Regions from separate parts of the Salmo salar genome. Here region 1 is linked to region 2. Evidence: chromatin contacts called from public Hi-C data. All regions are on one chromosome and are shown on one strand. The core of a region is the stretch at or near the end of the contact, and the rest is flanking DNA. Distances in the headings are between cores, read along the strand shown. Region 1 has its middle 36 kb from the start of LOC106586311. Region 2 holds the start of LOC106586313 (UBX domain-containing protein 4).

Evidence for each region. A called contact is a pair of places that touch in the nucleus more often than the background predicts.
Region 1: a contact with region 2 is called in a Hi-C map of muscle, with 4 times the contacts expected there. The contact joins the enhancer-like site here to the promoter of LOC106586313 in region 2. A contact is called at or near these places in 3 of 3 Hi-C or Micro-C datasets (blood, gill and muscle).

What each region holds. Positions count from the first base shown.
Region 1 is chrssa25:19,163,027-19,170,306 of Ssal_v3.1, forward strand. No RefSeq gene overlaps it. Among protein-coding and RNA genes, the nearest start is that of LOC106586311, 36 kb to the left of the region's middle. Within about 2 kb of position 4,610, at least 8 of the 13 cell types and tissues checked have an H3K27ac peak or open chromatin away from gene starts, as enhancers often do. A contact at or near this core is called in muscle, where this site is marked.
Region 2 is chrssa25:19,088,840-19,095,539 of Ssal_v3.1, forward strand. LOC106586313 (UBX domain-containing protein 4) reads right to left here and starts at 1,613. Exons shown (of 13, transcript XM_045707428.1): 1 at 1,434-1,613; 2 at 790-892; 3 at 631-659. The coding sequence starts at 1,515.

The sequences.
Region 1 (7,280 bases), core at 3,360-5,859, 77 kb after region 2:
GATATGGTGTGCGGTCCTCCCACTACGACTCGGAAAACTATGCAATTTATTAGGCTACAGAAAAAATAAGTTATGAAGTTCACGGTGATTGCGTCGCAGCGCTGAGGCGCCACAACAGCCTCATGTTCGAATCTAGGCTGTGTTGAGAACTTCAGTTTCTTGGCAATTTCTCACAAGGAATAGCCTTCATTTCTCAGAACAATAATAGACTGAAGAGTTTCAGAAGTAAGTTATTTGTTTCTGGCCATTTTGAGCCTGTAATCGAACCCACAAATGCTGATGCTCCAGATACTCAACTAGTCTAAAGGCCAGTTTTATTGCTTCTTTAATTAGAACAGTTTTCAACTGTGCTAACATAATTGCAAAAGGGTTTTCTAATGATCAATTAGCCTTTTAAAATGATAAACTTGGATTAGCTAACACAACGTGCCATTGGAACACAGGATGGCTGCTAATAATGGGCATCTGTACACCTATGTAGATATTCCATTAAAAATCAGCCATTTCCAGCTACAATAGTCATTTACAACATTAACAATGTCTACACTGTATTTCTGATCAATTTGGTGTTATTTTAATGGCCCCAAAAAAAATTGCTTTTCCTTCCAAAACAAGGAAATGTCTTAAGTGACCCCAAACTTTTGAATGGTAGTGTATATTTTAATAACCAAGCATTTTCTAAATTCAAAACGAACCTCCTGCAAATGGACAAGGACATTTTATATGACTCCTGTTTCCACAAATCGAGGACGAAGACAGTATCGCCCAAGCTAAGGTTGGTCGAAAATGTTCTGTGCTACAGAAAACAGTACCTAACCTGCAACTCCCAGTATAATGGATACCAAAAATGTTGATAAAATTATATTATCTGGTGTTACAATCTGTAGCTATAGAATTACCAGATACCCTACATCACGTGTCCAACTCATTCCACGGAGGGTTGAGTGTCTGTGGGTTTTCGCTCCACCCTTGATTGATGAATTAAGGTCACTAATTAGTAAGGAACTCCCCTCACCTGGTTGTCTAGGTCTTAATTTAAAGGAAAAAAACAAACCTGCAGACAATTGGCCCTCCGAGGAATGAGTTTGACACCTCTCACCAACATTGACCATCACCTACAATTAAAAACGAATACAAAAACTTGATTGTTGAAACAGGTGTTTAGTGCTGGGCTGATACAAAACCCTGCATGCCCACCAGTAGCTATTAACAGGGTACGTTTTAGGCTGCGAGTCAGCAAGATGTCGGCCTAAAGAATTCTATTTCCAAAATTGGGGGATCCCCACAGAAGTTAAACTATATTGTCATTATGCTAGTAGTGACAAAGGTGTATCTAGCTACTGCACATGGATACCCAGTTGGGTGATACCTAGTTCTCACGAAACTGGCACTTGACAAAAAAAAAAAAGAAAATACATTTTCCACCATAATTCCTCTTGGATTACTAAAATTAGGATCTTTAGTTATCCATTTCATAATTGTTATGTATATTGATCAGAATGCATTTTAGACAATTTCCACAACTACCAATGCAAAAAAAATATCATTACCGCAATAGTTTTGAAAGTCCCAAAAAGTTAAACAAATAAATGTATATTTTTGCTCACCTAATGAAAAGGCCTGAGGTAAACATAAAATTGAAAACAAATATTTTAAAAAGTAAAATGTCTTATTACCACACAACTTTTTCTGAATCTTGTTTGTCATAAGTACTAGTGGATACATGTTATTTTTATGTATCCATATTTGGATAAAGCACAAAAAGGCACTATCAGATAAAACAAAAATTACTAAAGTACACAGTACCAGTCAAATGTTTGGACACCTACTCATTCAAGTTAGTGTAATTTCTTTCTTTCTTAATATGTTTGAGCCAATCAGTTGGGTTGTGACAAGGTAGGGGTGGTATTCAGAAGATAGCCCTATTTGGTAAAAGACCAGTCCATATTATGGCAAGAACAGCTCAAATAAGAAGAGACACGAAGGTCAGTCAATGCGGAAAATTTCAAGAACTTTGAAAGTTTCTTCAAGTGCAGTCGCAAAAACCATCAAGCACTATGATGAACCTTGCTCTCATGAGGACCGCCACAGTAAAGGAAGACGCAGTTACCTCCACTGCAGAGGATCATTAGAGTTCATTAGAGTTACCAGCCTCAGAAATTGCAGGCCAAATAAATGCTTCAGAGTTCAAGTAACAGACACGTCAACATCAACTGTTCAGTGGATACTGTGTGAATCAGGCCTTCATGGTCGAATTGCTGCAAAGAAACCACCACTAAAGGACACCAATAAGAAGAGACTTGCTTGGGCCAAGAAACATAAGCAATGGACATTAGACCAGTGGAAATCTGTCCTTTGGTCTGATAAGTCCAAATGTTTTATTTTTGGTTCCAACCACAGTGTCTTTGTGAGACGCAGAGCAGGTGAACGAATGATCTCCGCATGTGTGGTTCCTACCGTGAAGCGTGAAGGTGTGGGGGTGCTTCACTGGTGATACTGTCAGTGATTTATTTAGAATTCAAGGAACACTTAACCAGCATGGCTACCACAGCATTCAGCAGTGATACACCATCCCATCTGGTTTGCACTTAGTGGGACTATCATTTGTTTTTCAACAGGACAATGATCCAACACACCTCCAGGCTGTGTAAGGGCTATTTGACCAAGAAGAGTGATGGAGTGCTGCATCAGATGACCTGGCCTCTACAATCACCCGACCTCAACCCAATTGAGATGGTTTGGGATGAGTTGGCCACCAGAGTGAAGGAAAAGCAGCCAACAGGTGTTCAGCATATGTGGGAACTCCTTCAAGACTGTTGGAAAAGCATTCCAGGTGAAGCTGGTTGAGAGAATGCCAAGTGTGCAAAGCTATCATCAAGGCAAAGTGTGGCTACTTTGAAGAATCTCAACTATAAAATATATTTTGATTTGTTTAACACATTTTTGGTTACTATATGATTCCATGTGTTATTTCATAGTTATCATGTCTACACTATTATTTTACAATGTAAAAAATTGTCAAAAATAAAGGAAAACCCTTGAATGAATATGTGTGTCCAAACTTTTGACTGGTACAGTATATCCATAAAAATGATGCCAGCTGATACATTATTTCGACTGGTTGAGAAACGCTGCCTGCCTGTCTGTCTGTCTGGTCCCTACACCTTTATTACTATGGGACAGCTGGAGATGGAATTTGAATATTGAAACAATGTTGCAAATGTCAGAGACAGACAGCAAAGTTCATACAAATCTCCTCTGTTGAAAACTAAATGTTTGTCTAAGAGAAATGTGATATAATGTCTAGATGCTTTTTATAGTGGAGATCAAGTTTAGAAAGTGCCTGGTTGGGCTGATGAGACAGTGGATTACGCAGTCTGATGGAACAGAATAAATAGGCATTTTAATGTCATAGATTTAGCCAGTGGTAACTTGTTGAATAGACACTGGCTGGAATGCGGTTTTAAAAATTATTTCAGCTTTCAACCGATATAATGTATGTACCTAAATGTTTAATATCCATAATTGTATGATTATTTATTTGAATTGCACGCCCTCCAGTTTCACTTTAAGTTCAGCATTCAGGATTAGACCCACCCGTTGTATAATGTGCTTTATAAACTGGGTGGTTTGAGCCCTGAATTCTGATTGGCTGACAGCCGTGGTAAATCAGACCATATAACATGGGTATGAAAAACCATTTCTTTTTTCCCCCTCTAATTACATTGGTAACCAGTTTATAATAGCAATAAAACAACTTGGATACCAAGGCTAAGGGCTGTATCTAGGCACTCCGCCGTGCATAAAAACAGCCCTTAGCTGTGGTATAAAATGGTCAAATACCACACCCCCTTTAATAAACTATGCATCTTAGTCTTCAGAATGATAGTTGCATCATGGTTTTCTAACTCAATTGGTTAAAGCCATTATTAAAACTGGTTTCATGAAAATCACCCAGTCAATGTTGCATGTGCCTAAACTCGGCGAGCACCGCAAGTTCTCCTCCAAACATGAAAGTTACACTTAGCTATCTTTCAACTCAATACAAAAATCCAACCTCACCGGCTAGCTTGCGAGTCAGTTTCAAAGAGCATGAACTTGTTAAAAATGAACTTTGCTAGCAACTCGAGCAGGTCACATCTACGTCGACTGTTTAATTCATATACAGTATTACTGCATGCAACTAACTAGCTAGTTAACTAACTCGTTAGGCCATTGTGCACTGACACTAGCAAGAAAAAAATGTGCAAACTGGTGACTAGCTACCTAACCTAGTCACCTAACGTTACCGCCCCCTTGCCTTAGCGCCACAGAACGCAATTATGGCAGGCCTCACATGGTTAGCGAGCATTTGCTAGCCACATAACTAGCTAACTACTTCTGCTAAATAACAGTTAAGTTAGCTGACTAAGTTACAAAGGTTAGTCACCAGTTTAACAAAATCCATATATGTATATATACTTTTTATTTTCATATTTTTTTTTTTTTACTAACGACTATGTTCGCATGACACGTGCTTAGAAAAAAAACTTGTCAGGGAGAATCCCTTGTTTTTATTCGTCAGGTTAGCTAGATAGCTATAATTAGCTAGTCTTTCAGCTAGGCCAAAGCTTCGTCAACGTTGCCTTTCTCGCCATTGGAAGCCGTTTAGCTAGCTAACTTGGCTGCGCTAATTACGTTCATAGAATATTCAAGAAAATAGTTAACGTTACATTTATAAACCATTAAATTGTCCTTACCGGCTGCGTTAGGTTGTTAGCGGTGTGTATATTTATGTTTCTATTTCCAGTCAGTCGGCAACATGAGGGGGAGGCAGCGCGTCTGCAACTGACTGACAGATAGGGGGAGGTTGCCTAATCAGACAGACTATGATACAAATGATTGTTATAGTAAAAACAAAACTCTGCCAGAATGTTGAATAACATTTCATTTGAATGTACTCTACCCTACCGGTTGGTATTTCAGCTGGGCAACATTTGAAACAAAATATCCACAGGAAAGTATTATTTACCCGACTTTTTAGAGTGTCAGTAGTGCAACTGAAATTTCACCTGGAACATGCGCAAAACCACGTGAACACCTGCAAGACTTCGTTGGTGTGCGTTCATGTGCTTCTGTCTTGCACACGTACATTAGGTCATGAGCTAATACATCTTGATTGCCATACACAGATACCTATTTTTTTTTTTTGTCTCAGATTTCAACCAGCTGAAGGATCAACCACATGGAAAATCGGCAGAGTTTGTTCAAATATAATTGTATTCAACAGTCATCACAGAAAATGGATGTTTAGGTTTCTTTTAAATTTGCCATGATGTACACAATAGACGGCATTGCCACATTTGGGACTGGTGGGATGCAGAGTGGAACAAATGAATGACACTGAATCTTGTCCGATCACTAACTAGCTAGCCACAAGGTGTGTGGGGGGGGGGGGGAATAATTATCACTATTATAAATTGATGCTATCATGAGAGAAGTCAATTATTTTAAACTTTTTTTTGTTGAAAAAGTAAGTAGTCAGTTGCTCTCTGGAATCTATGAAGAGGCAGCCATGCTGAAGTCAGATTGTCGTTGTAAGGTGAGTGCAGTCGAGAGCAGGCCGGGGAGAAGATGCCAAGAATTAAAACCACCCAGGTAAAATCTGTGTGTGCGTGTGTGTGTCTATAATTTAAGTTGTTTTTAAATGACAGATAAAATGTAATGTTTAGCATACAGATAATGAAAAGTAGAACGCAGTATTTTGACAGGACAGGTGGTGGCAAGCATTTGGACAATTTGAGAAGAGTACGCATACTTTAATTTCACATTCTCATATCCTTATCACCATCCTTAGATTACTTCCTTTGTGAAACGCAAAAACTTTTGAAAAACATTTTACATCTGTTCTAGCCAGGGCTGTTTTCAGGGTTACAGATAAAAGACAAGTTTCTTCAAAGTTAGCCTCAGCTGATTCTAATTCCTGTGGGGTTGTAAGTCTGCCCAGGGACACAGTAGGTATCCCAAATGGCACCCTATTCCCTATGCAATAGTTTTGACCATGGCATTGGTTAAAAGTAAGGTACTATAAAGGGTATAGGGTGCCCTTTGGAACAAACAGAGTTGGTGGAGGGAAATCAATTCCCTGGGATGTAACAGTCGCTGCTCTGGTTAGGTAAGTCAGTCAATTGAGGGAGCAACATGGGACACAAGGGCCTGCGTTCCAATGGTCTTCTTTTTTTCCTGCTGATTTCTCAGTGCGTTAGTAAAGATCAGGTTAGCTAAAGCCTAGCAAGGGGCATCGATTTGAGGCTGAGCACTCAGACAATGCCCTTCCTTATAGCAAATTTGTTGATGTCCTCTCTGACTTTACCTTCTGAGCCAATAAAATAATCCAATGTTTTATTGAGTGCCTGGATACTAGTGATCTCCAAATGTACAGTATATTCATGATAAACAAAAGCAAATACATAAATTACCCAGCTTTAGAGCACCACTCATTGCTCTTGCCCGTGACACTTTTAAACTTAAAATGTTCCTCTTCAGACAATGGCACAAGCTCTTCAAACCTCAACATCCCCCCCCAAACAAAGCAATACACAAACAAGTGAACTTTAAAGCACCTTGTTATGTGCTGAGTACAGTATGCTCATATTCAATCAACCAGTTTTTCCACCCCTCCTTCTCCCCTCTCTCTCTCTCTCTCCCTCTTTCCATGTACATAGTATCTACATGGAAGTATTCAGACCCCTCTACTTTTTCCACATTTTGTTACGTTACACTTATTCTAAAATTGAATAAATCGTTTTTTTCCCTCTCATCAATCTACACACACACTTCCCCACAAGTTTTTAGAATTGTTTGCAAATTTATAAAAAAGAAACAACGGAAATATCACACTTACATACAGTACCAGTCAAAAGTTACCTACTCATTCCATTCTACATTATAGAATAATAGTGAAGACATCAAAACTGTGAAATAACATATGGAATCATGTAGTAACCAAAAAAGTGTTCAACAAATCAAAATATAAGTAGCCACCCTTTGCCTTGATGAGGAACTCTGGACCTTCTCCCCCGATTGCTCCGCTTGGCTGGGCGGCCAGCTCTAGGAAAAGTCTTGGTGATTCCAAACTTCTTCCATTTAAGGATGATGGAGGCCACGGTGTTCTTGGGGACCTTCAATGCTGCAGACATTTTTTGGTACGCTACCCCAGATCTGTGCATCGACAAAATCCAGTCTTGGCGCTCTACGGACAATTCCTTCAACCTCATGGCTTGGTTTTTGCTCTGACTGTC
Region 2 (6,700 bases), core at 363-2,862:
AGTTTCTTGCTTTGGCAAATCGCGCTGTTAAGACACTGATGCCCTCTGCAACCACGTACCTATGCGAGAGTGGATTCTGAGCCCTCACTAGCATGAAAACGAAATACAGGCACAGACCGTGTGGAAAATGATTTAAGACAGACTCTCTCCAATACAACCCAACATTGAAGAGTTATGTGAATCCTTTCAAGCACACCCTTCTCATTAACCTATGGTGAGTTATTCACAATTTCTTATGAACAAATAAGGTTTTATATGTAAGATGGCTAAATAAAAGAGCAAAATTATTGATTATATTATTATTTGTTCCCTGTCCTATAAGGGCTTTGTCGTCACTTCCCACGAGCCAGGTTGTGACAAAAAGTTACACTCATTCTTATGTTTAATAAATGTATTGTATAGTGTTTGTGTGTAGCAGGCTTACAATGATGGCAAAACACAACATTTGAGAGTGCGCTAACCCTGGTGCTAGAGGGGGTACGCAGCTGGAGGTCGAACGTTTGAAGGAATACGGACTATAAAAGGTTTGGGAACCACTGATCTAGAATATGTCTGAAAGACAAAGCTTTAGGGAAATCAAGCCTTAGGGACCACAAACACAACAAAGAACCCTTTGGAGAGGAAGGATACAGATTTGGGAGAACTGTGTGCATGTCTCACTGCAAGAAAAGAAAAACATTAAACATAAAATGCATCACATTTGTTAGTATTTCCATTTTGATAGTGCTGTACAGAAAGAGTGTACATCATATCCACACAAGTTTAGGAGGATTCCATTATAAAGGCTACCTCTTGGAATCAACCTTGATTGCAACACAGCAGTTACAGGAGGCCTCGGCCACTCTGTCGTCCTCCCAACTGGACATCATTTGTCCTGACACCTCATCGTCGCCTAGTAGAGAACAAGAATGTCAGCTTCAGAAGTGGTGAATCACTCGTCCTACGACACTCAATGCCCAGTTCCCACAATACAAGTCTGTGGTGTTGGTGTAGCGGACTAAACTCCACTCCATGGTGAAGGAAGGAGTTTAGTCCGCTAGTGTTGGTGGTGACAGTCGCCATCCAGAATAATTGCGACTCGTTAGCTTGCCCGTCAGCCAGTTAAATTGTCAACTAGCGATTAACACACTAACGTTAGTAGGAAGCTAGCCAAAGCTAACTATCTAAATCGCATTAACTAACGTTAGTTAGCTGCGATTTGACAACTGTCATTCCTTTTCGTTTTGACAAGTTAGTATTGGCTACATCGACACTTCGAGTTTCATGTAGCCATGAACTACACACACGTATTTAACTAGTTAAATAGCTGACTGACAATGACAGGGCTCGTTTGCTCTCCCGAGCTTGAGTTTTATTCGCTACTACGGCGAATCTTTCGACTGGTTAGCTTTGCTAGCATACACATCTGCGCAAGCTAATCTACAAAACAATACCTGTTATTACGACGACGAAGATGGAGCTTTGTTGTTTTGCGGAGATAATGGCTGCTGGAATAGAGCCTTCAAACCAAATCATTTTTAATAAAATGTGTTGGCTTTTCCTGTTTAATCGTTTCAATCCTGTAAATGCCTAGAACGTTCAATCTCGTCACAGGAACTAACGGAGAATGATGGAAGTTGTAGTCCATAGATACGTATGCTTGCTTATGGGACTTGAAGTCCGTTCATTATGTCACCAAATTAACATTAGATGGCGCTGTGGTACTGATGAAGTAATTGGTGCAGATAACTAACTGTCCCCCACGAAGAACTCTGACGTGGACTGGATCTCGCTCAGTCCGTTTGTACATAGTCACACGAGATCTCAGTCACCACAGGTACGATTTTGACGAAATGTTGGTGAGATCCGGCATTTACAAAATTAAAGACTATATATTATAGTGACAAGATAGTCACATGACCACTATAACAATGGAAATAAAGTGCCACAGTATGAGTCATAATACCCTTAAAACCTAGAGGTCAAACAGGGAAATGGTTCCAATCGTTTTCCACCATTCATTCTTCCCATAGGGGTTCTTAAATACACTTAAAATAAGGGCTGTGTTTTGTGTAGGCTTACCCTGGCGTGACGTTTTGATAACTGTGTAAATCTCTCTGACTTTTATCAATATATTCGCCTTTATTTGTGCTACAAAATGAAACGCTAATTAGCTGATAATGTGGCTATCCTAAAGAACTAGAAATGCCATGATAATCTGGACAAGACTGCCGAAACGAGGCAAAGGTAAGAATCTCTGAAATTAACTAATGTTAGATAAATGTAGTAATGAATAAATTGGCTACATCTCTTTAAATTGGCAATTCTGTGAACTGTCTTGTGCAAGTTTTAAATGGACACAATACCTGTTAGCAAAGGTGTCAATTAGAGATGATGCGCAGGAGCCTGCAGGGATTTGTATGATGTCTGTTTTGATGCCAATTAATATTTTCGAATCTGAGAGTAAATACAGCCGAATATATTGATGTCACCTTGTCCGACATAAATGTACATGGTTATCAAAACGTCACATCAGGGTAAGCCCACACGAAACACAGCCCTTATTTTAAGTGTTTCTAAAAAAAACCTATGGGAAGAATGAATGGTAGAAAACGATTGGAACCATTTCCCTGTTTGACCACTAGGTTTTATGACACCTCCACTGTGGGGCTCTATACATGTCATCAACGATGGAAGGCAGGCGGGAGGCGAGATCAGGTGGGACCATTCTAGCCCATGAGAGGGCAGATGCGTGTGTGAACATGCCATAGAGATAGATAGGACTAATTTTTGTATCTGTGCCAGTATCGCGTCTGTAACACATGGGCAGTGCCATTAAGGCTATCTCCATTTTAAAGTAGTACATTTTCTTCTTCATTGGCTGATTGCTCCCAACTTGTAGAAATCCCCATCGAGTAGACTACTTTAAAATGGTGGAAGCCCTCAATGGCATTGTCCATTTGGATTTGAAATCAAATATGAGGTTAAAGTGCAGACTGTCAGCTTTAATTTGAGGGTATTTCCATCCATATTGGGCAAACTGTTTAGAAATTACAGCACTTTTTGTACATAGTCCCCCACATTTTAGGGGAGCAAAAGTATTGGGACAAATTCATTTATGTGTATTTAAGTATTCAAAAGTTCGGTATTTGTTCCGGTAGCATGCAATGACTACATCAAGCGTGTGACTCAACAAATTTGTTGGATGCATTTGCTGTTTGTTTTGGTTGTGTTTCAGATTATTTTGTGTCCAATAGAAATGAATGGTAAATAATGTACTGTCATTTTGGATTAAAAATCCAAATTTGGAGAATAGAGCCAAAAGAAGAACAAATGCTTCACTGTCCCAGTAATTACGGAGGGCACTGTATATCAGTGGTGGAAAAAGTACCCAATTTTCATACTTGAGTAAAAGTAAAGATGCCTAGAAATACTGTGACTCAAGTAAGAGAAAGTCATCTAGTAAAATACTACTTGAATAAAAGTCTAAAAGTATTTGGTTTTATATATACTTTAAGTATCAAAAGTAAAAGTATAAATTATTTCATAGTGCTTATATTAAGCAAACCAGACAGCACCATATATATAGCTAGGGGCACACTACATGTAACAGTACTTTTGGGTTTCAGGGAAAATGTATGGAGTAAAAAGTACATTATTTTCTTTAGGAATGTTGTGAAGTAAAAGTTGTCAAAAATATCAACTGTAAAGTACAGATACCACTTAAGTACTTTAAAGTATATTGACTTAAGTACTTTACACCACTGTTGTATATGCAGCCCCTCATGAGCGACATGTTTCTCATAAGGACATAAACTACGCCCATTAGATGTTCAGCAAATTACTCGTTTTGTCCCGCACCAAACATATTATTTTTCGCTGACCATTTTTTTATGATTATATTTTTTTCACACTGTCGGATCAAGCATAAATAGTATTTTATGGTCAATCTGGCTTCTGTATTGGCCCTACAGCATTTACGGAGATGCGACCTTTGCAGAAGTCAGGTAAATCATACTTATTGCGACTCGTGGAGGTATTTTCAGCATACCCCCATCTGTCGTGAAGGACGTTGTCAAGGGAGTTTCTGTTTATACAGGACGTATCGCCTCCACCTACGGTCAAACAATTTTCTCAATCCGGAGCTACATGTATATAGAGCCCTCCGCATCATTCGTGGGGGACGACATGTTTACTGTTGCCTTGTAACTATGGATCTTTGATTAATAACAAGACCCTCTAAAAAACAAACGGGTGTGGTAGCTCACCAAACTCAACACAGAGATGTATTATGCAATGATTAATAGAACATTGCATTTTATTACTGTGCTAATAGATCAGCCTCCACTACATTACTTTGTAATGCCATATTAAGATAGTATGGGTTAAAATACGTGCACTATTTGCATTCTTACAAAGCAAATAGTCACAAAATGTCTGTCTTAGCATGTCAAACATCCCAGTGATTTTCCTATTGATCATTTCCCCACTCCAGAAGGCTCTGTGGTTAGTAACCAGTACTGTGACACAGTCTCTGCGGAAGTCAACGCATTCATACTTCTTGCAATTCGTGGAGCAGAGCAGCGCTGTTGAGGCATTTCTACGTCTTCTGCTTCGCGTAGCAAAGCTGTTGTCAAGGAAGTGAGTTGGTGTTTATGCAGGACCTCCCGCCCCCACCTAGCGTCACCCACTCATGTCAATGCGGAGCTACTGATAACAATTCACTAGCTTCGATTGCAGTCCGAGACCAATGTGTCCCAGGGGGAGACTATACATTTTCACCACTGGTTTGCTTTCTCTATCAATAAGATTAGCATTGCAGTGACATGCATTTTGTTTTGGATGTTACATCAGGTTGAGAAAGAAAATCTTATTTGATAGTCACTGTGTCTATGAATTCTCATCTGTCGTTTTGAAAATCAATCTAACCATTTAGGGTGGTTGTGGTCCCCAGATGCCAGATACCCAAACAAGTGAATCCTGAACAAACACCAGATATTTACCCACATCATCAACCTAGATTCAGCATACCCCTCTCTATCCAAGCACCTATTCCTATGGTCACAATGCTTTCCCTATCTTACTGCTGAACCATCAGTTTTAAACAATCAAAACTACCACCTGTACTGTCAGGGCCTTAGGGCCAGTTTCCCGTCCCAAAAGCCTAGTCCTGGACTTAAAAAGCATGTTCAATGGCGATTCTCAATTTAAAGTGCTTTTTAGCCCAGGACTAGGACTCATCTGTCAAGGAAACAAGCTCTCTGTGTTTATAGTTTAATAAAGGCGTGAAAACCTTCACCACCCCATTTTAATAGTAGGAAAACAACCGAATTGGCACAGCTATTAAAGCTGGCTGTAACCTTATCTACTGTCTATGGAGCCCTTTCCAACCTGCCCTAATTTTAGCTTTACTCCTACTGTGTCTGAGCTGACCAAGTCATACAACAGTGGAGAGGGTAATGGCAGCAGGTTGTCACCCTTCTAACAGTGGGAATAGCTGTTTTATAGGCTAGTGCATACAGTATGCACCAGGTGCTTCACGACACATCAGAGAAAAGGACCATTCTCAGTAAGAACTATGAGCACCTTTCAGAGAACGGGGTTGAATGTAATTTCCTTTCATGGAAACATCCCCCTGCTCACAGCTTTCATTCAATGATTTATGCATGTCTAGGACAATACTGGAGGTGATAGTGAGTGCAGCTTTGTTCAATTGGTTTTGTACTGACTTACCATCAATTCTCCATGGTCTTCAGTGCAGGTATACATTATAGAGCAACATTTATTAATATTACATTTGCTGCTTGAAATAACTTGACAATGCATAAATATGCTTAAGATCAATCCCTGTGCTAGACGTCGACCCTTGGGCAGGAAAAAAACAAAAAGAGGAAAAAAGGCATTGCAAATGAATATCATAAAAAAAGGGTAATTTATTGCTGAGAGAGAATTTCCTTAATAATGAAGGCTCCATTTCACCAGCCCTGGCTGCAACACTGAGCTAGGTCCTCCAGATGTTGGCTTAATTATCTGTTAATAATCTCACTGTCAGTATGGAGATCCTTAATGCCATGACCGGACACCTAACAGGCTCCTTCACATAACAGATAACCCAGATATTAAGCCATCCATTTAAAACGGTTTCTGGCAACACTAACTCCCCCAGGCTCTAGATGAGACATGGGGCAGGTGGTTAGATTTTTCTTGCGGTAAATTGCTTTATTGTTATTGGAAAGGAAAAAATATGACAGTGGAGGAAGGAACTGTGTGGCATTGGGTGAGATGAGGTTGGTGGGAGGTTAATGTAGCAGACAAGTTACCCTATAAAACCTGGATTGAGATGAATAGCACCAACCAAAGACCAAATTAGATAATGCCAAGTATAAAACCCACATCCCCACCAATAGCAAAGTAAACCACTATCTGCTTACACGGACATCTGAGGTAGGACTATACTTAGTGTTGATGAAAATAATAATTTTATCATAAGTTTAAACAACATGAAAGGACTTCTTGTGATCTGAAAAAGCACATATTTTGGTGTAAACATTTATTGGTTTCAAACTGAAATAAAAATGACTTGCACCAGCACTGAACAGCCTTTCAGAATCCACAAATTTTTATCTTTGGAGAGAAATAAAAAGGATATATATATATCGTACCAGTCAAAACTTTGGACACATACTCATTCCAGGGTTTTTCTTTATTTTTGCTATTTTCT